Linked DNA regions of Sus scrofa: regions 1 and 3 are each linked to region 2. The links are chromatin contacts, called in public HiChIP or PLAC-seq maps. All regions are on one chromosome and are shown on one strand. Each heading gives the region's core, a stretch centred on a gene start, on an enhancer-like site or on the middle of the called end of the contact. The rest is flanking DNA. Distances are from core to core; before and after follow the strand shown. Region 1 holds the start of LOC110255979. Region 2 has its middle 130 kb from the start of MAP2K6. Region 3 has its middle 320 kb from the start of KCNJ2.

The links. HiChIP or PLAC-seq counts read pairs in DNA pulled down with a chosen protein or histone mark.
Region 1: a contact with region 2 is called in an H3K27ac HiChIP or PLAC-seq map of alveolar macrophages. The contact joins the promoter of LOC110255979 here to the enhancer-like site in region 2. A contact is called at or near these places in 2 of 5 promoter capture datasets (fetal liver and liver), 6 of 47 Hi-C or Micro-C datasets (embryonic fibroblasts, fibroblasts, mesenteric adipose tissue and 2 more) and 2 of 2 datasets of contacts at active chromatin or transcription factors (alveolar macrophages and skeletal muscle).
Region 3: an H3K27ac HiChIP or PLAC-seq map of alveolar macrophages shows a contact between it and region 2. The contact joins two enhancer-like sites. A contact is called at or near these places in 8 of 47 Hi-C or Micro-C datasets (embryonic fibroblasts, fetal liver, heart right ventricle and 5 more) and 2 of 2 datasets of contacts at active chromatin or transcription factors (alveolar macrophages and skeletal muscle).

What each region holds. Positions count from the first base shown.
Region 1 is chr12:10,360,914-10,363,613 of Sscrofa11.1, reverse strand. It overlaps LOC110255979, which reads right to left and starts at 1,260. Exons shown (of 1, transcript XM_021066710.1): 1 at 1-1,260. The coding sequence starts at 1,236. The coding sequence ends at 754. It also overlaps a transcript of KCNJ2 not described here.
Region 2 is chr12:10,887,189-10,890,130 of Sscrofa11.1, reverse strand. No RefSeq gene overlaps it. Among named protein-coding and RNA genes, the nearest start is that of MAP2K6, 130 kb to the left of the region's middle. Within about 2 kb of position 1,545, at least 1 of the 83 cell types and tissues checked has an H3K27ac peak or open chromatin away from gene starts, as enhancers often do. A contact at or near this core is called in alveolar macrophages, where this site is marked.
Region 3 is chr12:10,034,361-10,037,270 of Sscrofa11.1, reverse strand. No RefSeq gene overlaps it. Among named protein-coding and RNA genes, the nearest start is that of KCNJ2, 320 kb to the left of the region's middle. Within about 2 kb of position 1,635, at least 10 of the 83 cell types and tissues checked have an H3K27ac peak or open chromatin away from gene starts, as enhancers often do. A contact at or near this core is called in alveolar macrophages, where this site is marked.

The sequences.
Region 1 (2,700 bases), core at 11-2,510, 530 kb after region 2:
CCGTAGCGCATTTCACCAGCACCTCCTAGGGGCCATGTGCGGGTATGAGGCTAGGAGGTGGGTACCGGTGCAGACCCTTTCCTTGTTCAGTTTCACCTCGCCCATACACAGCAATCCCCCGGGCTCTGCCGCTCAGAACGCCAGCGAGTTTGTTGAAGGAGTTTGGCGTCTCTAGGAGGCCTTTTAGAGGCTTAAATAAACTGCACGGAAGACACGTTCGATCGCTTGAAGTAATAAACATGCAACACACACAGGGATTTCAAACTGAGTGTTAAGGAAGAGACACCTAAATATACTGTGTCCTTTGAGAGCAAAGCTTCACTATGACACCAAAGTACTCAGATTTATGCACCACCCCAATTTACACACGCATACACACACACGCGCGCGCGCGGTTTAATCTGTAAAGTTCGAGGATCCGGACCGGTTAACACTGACGTTGACATAGCTTTTGAAAGGGTCTACATGCTCTTGCCTGGTTGCTGGGAATGAGGGCTGGGAGGCGCTGGTGCGAGGGCAGAGCTGAGTGCCTGTAGGAGTTGCCGTTCCAGAGAATTCATTACTCTTTAATTGCTCTGATTTTAGATCAGCAGAGCGTGCCGGGCGCTGGTGGAAAAAGAAACTGAGGGCGGACACTGCGAGAGGGAACGAGTCGTTCACCCTCCAGAGCAGTCTAGGCGCTTGTAAGTAATTCACCAGCAGTCGGGAGAAGGAAGAGCCAAGCGGTTAGGCAGTTGCAACACTTGCGCGCGTCTAAATCCAGCTGGGTTCTGCGCGCCGGTCGCGGTCCCTTTCCCCACTGAATTCGCGGCTCCTCCGCGCACCGCTGGTTCCGCGGGGGTTGTGAGGGACGTGGGGGCTCTTGGGTGGGAGGGAAGGGGAGAGGAAGAGGCGCCCCGGCTGAGGTGGAAGCCTCCACCGCTGCCAGCGTTTCGCCCGGACACAGGCACCCCGCAAGCCCCTTGGGATACACGCATGGCACAGCCGCCACGGAGGACAGAAAAAGGGAAGTGTGGGGCTCGGAAAGGGGTAGGAAGCTTTGCCCAAAGGCCAGGCTGCAATTAGGCAGCCGCAAAAGCCCGGCCGCGGAGCTTCCCACCTGCTGCTGTCCCAGCTGGGGCGCAACTTCCTCCTCCCCGGCCCCGCCGGACTCCCAGACCGGGCTCGGAGGGCGGAGGGGAAGGAAGCGGCGGCAGGTTCTCCTCGCTGGCTGCGCCGCAGGCCGGGGTGTAGCATCCTCCCCTCCCCGCCGAGGTTCCCGGGGCCGGCCGCGCGGTCAGGCGCGCTGCGATTGGTCGGCAGCGGCCGGGGCGGGGCCAGGCGGTATCTCCCGGACGGCCTCAAAAGAGCCCAGGATATTGCAGAGCGCACTGGAGCCCTAGCCAGCGCGCAGCCTTCCCCGGCGCCGGCAAGCTGGGTCTTGGGAATTCTGGTTTGCTTTGGCTCACTCGCTTTCACAAACTACTGGATCTTACATGCCTCTGTAACCCCCCACTTCCACTCCATGTCCCCATGCTCCTGCGCCAGCAACAGGTAAGGGCTGCTGTGTATTTTCTTCCCTCCTTTTCTCTTGTTGCCTGTGTATCCTGGGGAGTGGACTCGGGCTGCCGTCCCCGACCCTACCCTGCCCGGCTGCTCCAGAGGTGCCCAGCTGTCACGCTGTTGTAGCGCTCACCCACGCTCCGGAGTCCCAGATCATGCCTATAGAGTTTGTGTGCGCACCAGAACATCCCCAGAGCTAAAAATACTGAGACATGCTTGGAACAGTTGAGCAATAGAAACAGATTTCTCTGCAGCATCTGTTTGTGCTCATAACTTCCAGTGCACCAGCTGTAGCAAGATACAGCGTTTGGAGACAAGGGCGAGGGAGCCTGTGTTCGATTCTCACTCTAAGGGAAAAAAAGGGGCGGGGGCGGGATGGGGGGTGCGTCTGGAGTACTGGTCTCAAATCTTGGCAAATCTTGGCACTCGGTACTAGTCCTGATCCTTGGCGTCTCTCCTCCCCCCCCCCCCTTTGTCATTGCTTCAAGTGTAGCTTCCAGTTCCAAACCGAGCGAGCGTCTCAGAGTTGCTTTCCTGGGGAAGAGAGCGGGAGCTCGGGTTGGCTTTGAGCCTGAAGACCGCAAAACTTTTACATCATCTGTCACTCTCCCCTAAGCAACTTGTTTTTCTTAGTAATAATAGTGTTAATACCGAAATTAAAGGCAGTGTGGTTTCAGGGAAGCACAGTGGTCAAAACGACCTGATTCTGCAAAAGATTGCATCATAAAACATAGACTCATCATGACAATTGAAAAAAAAAACCGAGATAGGAAATGGGCAGTTTATTGCCTGCGTCTGGGTAATCCTATCAGTAGGATCATAACTAGGATAAGGCTGTGAATCCTGGGGATTTTCATAAACTCTGAATTTACCTATTAAGAAATAAGGCATTATTGTAAACGTGTTTTGGCTATGCAAAAAAAATGAATATTGCTTTGTACCACTTCTTTTCTTTCCATATTCATACTCGGTAGGCTGCCAGACTTCTTCTGGCTAACCACTGTTATATGTCTCCTGTATATTACCTGTACACTTGCTAGCTTCTTCCTGCTCACTTCTGCCCCGGCCCCCAAGTGTTTTATTTATATTTGCTATTACCCGGAAAAATCGCCATGTTCAGGAGTAAGAGATGTTTAAGGATGGTGGGAAGCGTGAGAG
Region 2 (2,942 bases), core at 296-2,795:
ATCGCATCCATGGTGCTGCAAGCGGCATTGTTTCATTTCTTAATGTCTGAGTAGTTTTCCATCGTATATCTCAATGTTGGCAGTTTGAGTGGATCATCGACTGTACCTGGAGGCATATACTCACCTCTCTCTGGCTTTTTGCTTAAACAAGTTGGTGTTGCTGAATCAGGAGTTGACTCTTAAAAGTCCCTAGTGTTTCACCTCAGATTTACATTATTTCTACAATTTGTTGGAATACGAAACAGAGGGCGCACCTTACTTCTGCATCCATCATTCAGATGATTTTCCAATGAGAACAGGCTCTGTCGTACGGATTGTGAAGTCCTTCTCCCCCGGGACTGTATTCAGATTGCTGCAGTCCTTCATCTGTCTTAGGCGATAGGCCTTCCTTGCTATTAGCAATGTTACGTTCTTATTAGGAGTGGAGGTTTGCGGAGGTGGAAGGCACGAACAAGCTCAAGATTCTCAGGCATGGAATATGAATCTTCTTTTACCCACTTCTCCATAGCCATTCCTTATTTCCCACAGGAACCTATTGCCATTCTTTATTTTCATATGCTAAAATATCATCAGATATTTAAGATGTTTCTTCTGATGGGTATAATGCCTTCTTTCTTGGCACACCGTCCAGAAGACTCCCTGTTTACTCAACATTTTGTAGGAAACTGAGTTCAAGTGGAAAATGGAGAAAGGCAACTGGGTTGAGAGCAAAAGGGTTTTGTACTTGTTTTGTGGTGTGTTGCTCATCTTCTGTACCATAGCAAACCGCAACACTCAATAGCTTAAAACAACAGTTTACGACTTTCTCCCAGTCCTGCGGTGGCCTCTCTGTGTGACTGGCTTGGGTTCCTCAGAGCCTGGCCGTCTTAGAGAATTCAGAATTCTTCCATGGTGGTTGGAATGCCCCAGAATTAGTGATTCAAAAGGTCGAGGTAGAAACTTCGAGGAAATTACGTTGTGTAATTTCCACTGTGAACACTGGGACATATTTCATGGTGTTTCACGGCAGAGGCATCTTTCAAAACTTTCATACTTGGTCTGTCCAATACCATGGGAATGTATTTTATATTTGGATCTTATTCCATCTTTTCTTTCTTTTTCTTTCTCAGGGCCGCACCTGCAGCCTAGGGAAGTTCTCAGGCTAGGAGAGGAATGAAACAGAGCTACAGCTGCCAGCCTATGCCACAGCCACAGCAATGCCAGATCTGAGCTGTGTCTGCGACCTACACTGCAGCTCATAGCAACACCAGATCCTTAACCCACTGAGCAGGTTCAGGATCAAACCCAAGTCCTCACGGATAATAGCTGAATTACAATGGGCACTCCCTATTCCTTCTTTTCTAAAAGGGGGGTGGGGGGGGGCAAAAGGCGGTAGACAAAATGTACTAAAGTTAATGATGAAATTATTTCCTTTTACTTATCATCCACAATTTTGCCAAGGAAAGCACTTTGGTCAAAATGATATTATCCTACAGAGTGAGTTAGCCATCTCTGCCTGAAAAATCCTAAGTCATAGTTAGAATTAAAATGACACAAGAGGGAAGTAACCATTGATACTAATGACTCACGAAACTCCGGTCAGTATTTCCCCACCACCCCAGATGGTCAGGGTTCATAAATACTTGCTGAGTAGGTGTTTTCCGCTCAAATGGAAATAGCCTTGCTTCTTATTTTAAAAATAATACATTATGAGAAAATTTAGAGAATTACATGCAAGGAAACCAACATCCACAATTCTGAATTAATTGTTCATGTGTTCTTTAAAGTATAGTGATCTACACTATTTTACACACATGCAAATTCACACTCAGAAAACCTTAATGGGATTGTTATCTGCCTTGTGTTCCAAATTATAACATGGGCATCTTATGTCAATTAATATAGATGGCAGCATCATTTTTAATGGCTGCATAATATTCCAATACATATGTACATGTATATTTACATGTACATATGTACATGTAAATTCTTCTGTTAGTAGAATTTTTGATTATTTGCTTTTGATTGTTAAACCCCCCTATTCCTACATATTTATGCATGAAGCTGATTGTCTTAGAATTTTTTTTTTTTTTGTCTTTTTAGGGCCTCACCCTTGGCATATGGAAGTTACCAGGCTAGGGGTCAAATTGGAGCTGTAGCTGGCCTCCACCACAGCCACAGCAACGTCAGATCCAAGCTGCGTCTGTGACCTACACCTCAGCTCATAGCAATGCCAGATCCTTTAGCCCACCAAGTGAGGCCAGGGATCGAACTCACATCCTCATGGATACTAGTTGAATTCTTAACCCACTTAGTCACAATGGGAGCTCCCAGAAAAGCTTTAAAGAGCTGAAGGACCTCAAAAATCTTTCTCCGTGCTAAATGTCAACAAAGATTTCATTTGTTTCAACACAGTTCTCTCCTTCCATTATTGTGAAATTGGTGGTGCCAGGGCCTGCCCATACAATGGTGTCCTAAAGATCCTGAAGGTATATTTCTTGAATGGGTTGGAGTATAAGATACGTGTTTCACCAATATCCACAAAGGAAGATATGTGCACAAACTGTTTAAAGAAAAAGTACAAATCGTAGGAACAGGGATCAAGAATAAGAAGCAAGACTACATTAAATTTTTTTTTTTTTGCAGTTATGGTATTATGCAGAACAGACAAGGGCAGAATTTCCAGTTGGTCTGGTGGGTACCCAACCTTTTAAGGAGACCACATTAAGTCTCAACGAAGCTAGAACTAGAATTTTATAAACAAAATGAATCATTGTGCATCCAGTGGGCATTAGCTCTGGAATCCCTTATCAGATGTGATATAGCCATGCTGGTTTTGAGAAGCTCTGCACTATCCTAGAATTTGCCTTCTGTGGCCTTGCCCTTCAATGCCATAGCATCAGTGCCATCTCCCAGGAGCTTGCTGACAATGCAGAGCAGGGCGTGAATGTGAATCGCAGGAT
Region 3 (2,910 bases), core at 386-2,885, 850 kb after region 2:
TCTCCCAAGTGGAAGCTTCGATGATCCAACTCCAGGTTAAAACGAATTTTAAAATGGTATGCAGTGAGAACATGAGTTATATAGCATAGCTCCTATCCATCTGCCGAATTAAAGACAAACCTGCACAGGTGTCTGGGAAGGATGCTATAGCAGTGGTGCAGGTTTGGGATCTCCCTGCATCCCTATATGTTAAGTAGGCAGAACAACAAGGTGGGAAAACCAAGGAGTTGTTGAGAAAATATATCTGTGTAAAGACATAAAGACACGGAGCCATAAGTCGCATGGATGCCAGAGAAAGCAGTGACCCAAACAGGGAGAACAGACACTTCCAGGAACTCGGGTCTGGAAGGCGCCTGGTGTGTTTGAGGGAGATAGCGGGGGACAGCGGAGGAGAAATTGAGGAGGTGAGGCAGAGAGGCAGAGAGGCACTCAGGGTGGTAGGGAGGAGGCCAGCCCATCCCTGGGCTTTGCTTTCAATGCCATGTGAGGGGGAGAAACTGGACACTGCTTAGAAGGTTCTAGGCACTGGAGTGGTGCCCTGTGCTCAGCGTGATCCCTCTAACTGCCATCGTAAGATGTAATTAGGTGAACTACTCCCAGAGAGCGAAGGAAAAAGATATGTTAAAACCATAGGATCAGCGTTCCCAGTGCGACTCAGCAGGTTAAGAGCCTGACTAGTATCCATGAGAATGCGGGTTCGTTCCCTGGCCTTGCTCAGTGGGTGAAGAATCCAGCGCTGCAGAAAGCTGAGGTCGCAGATGCGGCTCAGATCTGGCATTGCTGTGGCTGTTGTGTAGGCTGGCAGCTGCAGCTCCGATTGGACCCCTAGCCCAGGAATCTCCATATGCCACAGGTGCAGCCCTCAAAAGAAAAGGAAAAAAAAAAAAAGTAAAAGTATACGATGAAACATTCCCCCCCCCAAAAAAAGTATTTATCCTGGGATTCAGGGGACAGGAAAAGGGAAATTTGTGTGTGGGTTTTCTTCTTTCCACGCCTCTGATTTACCTATTACAATGGAAAGCATTACTTTTTAAGTAAGTATAATCGTAGATAGACAGCTGATAGAGAGATGTGTTAACTTCCTGTGTTCCAGCTTCCATATTCTGTACAATCCATCTCCAGTGGTCCTTAAAAGTCATCCCCCAGGAACTGTTTTTGGTCCTCCCCCAAGTCAGTCTTCTTATTCTGGGGCAGCTTTTATTGTGGAACACGTTTCCCCCACTGGGATCTCAATTCTCTTTCCTTGTAACTTCTCGCCAACCTATCCTCGTTTTAATTATTTAGCAGACACGGAAAATGGGCTTAATTATGCTTTTACATCTGCTTGCCGTGGAAAGGTACCTGGGCTCGGAGACGCCTAAGAACATTTTGTAAATTTCACTTTCCTGGAGGCTGGTCCTGCGTTGGTGGACAGGGCTCAACAGAGACGTAAGAGGAAGAAATACACAATGAAGGAAGGGTAGTGGGAACACGTACTTCTCTGGAATATAAAAAGAAACTCGCATCTCCTATTAGGCAATCTTATAAAACCGTAAGTGACACGGGGAAGTTATTGGGAAATGTGAGGTCCTAGTAGGCTACTGTGGGCAGCACCACTGAAGAATAATTGAGAAATTCAGCCTGGAGAGGACTTCACACCCTCTTGTTGGTTTCAGAGTGGACTGCTTTTCTTACGAGAATTATTTTTAGAAACGTTATCTCATATCTTCCGTGCTTGTATTATTTTTTTTCCTTTCTAATTTTACACCTGACTGCCCTGAGTGGGTGTGTGTGTAGGAGGGGTGGGAAGTGAAAGGACCAAGTGGTAGTTGCACAATACAAAGGAATACAAATTGCTTAGACTCACATTGCTTAGACTCTTCTCACGAAATTCTCAGGCTGCTACTAAGTGGACTTACGCAATGCCTTTTAACAAATGGAAGAGCACTTCACTAATTGCATACTATTATTAGAGGGTGAGTTCAGTGAAAATAAGGGAATATAATATTTATAAATAAATGCAAGGTGTGTTGATTATGCTTGGTGAGAAGAACCTAGAAGATGTGAGAGATGGAGAAGAAAACAGAGAATGCCTTAAAACATGAAACTTTGTTTTTCATGAGTGAGAAGCTATGCCTCTACCTGAACAGACAGTATCCTATCGTCTTAGGAAATGCTTTCTCTAATACAGACTTTGGTTAAGAAAGCTTTTATGGGTGTTCTCGTTGTGGCTCCGTGGGTTGAGAACCCAATATAGTCTCCGTGAGGATGTGAGTTCCATTCCTGGCTTTGCTCAGTGGGTTAAGGATCTTGCATTGCCACAAGCTGGGGCAGATCTGGCTTTGCCGTGGCTGTGGCGTAGGCCTCAGCTGCAGCTCCAATTCGACCACTAGCCCAGGAATTTCCATATGCTGCAGGTGTGGCTGTAGAAATAAAAATTAGGAAAAAAAAAAAAAGTTTTTATGTTTTAGTTTATGTAAGGGATGGGACTGAAGTTATATAGAGCTGAAAATGTTTTCTTGTTCTCCAGAAGTCGCTCGTGGAAAAACACATGCAAACACAAAACATACATCACCAAATCTACACGTGCAAATGCACAGTCAAATCCCAAATGCTGGTGGTGCAAGGCAGACTGATCAGAACAATAGGTTCCACAGAGTTAGTGGAGAGAGATGGTGAAAATGACAAATACATTCATTTCCCACGAGAAATGATGACTCTTTGCTTACCCCAAAAGTCACCCAATTTCTTTTCCCCAAACAAGGCTGAAACCCAGAAGAAACACAAGCAAAAAGTCTGCTCTGTTTTTAAGGCAAATATTAGAGTAATAACCACAGCTACCACCTTCATGTTGGTTGAGCACTTTCTAATTTCCAGGAACAGTGCTAAATACGTGATGTACTTTAAATGAATTAATTCACTCACTCAACC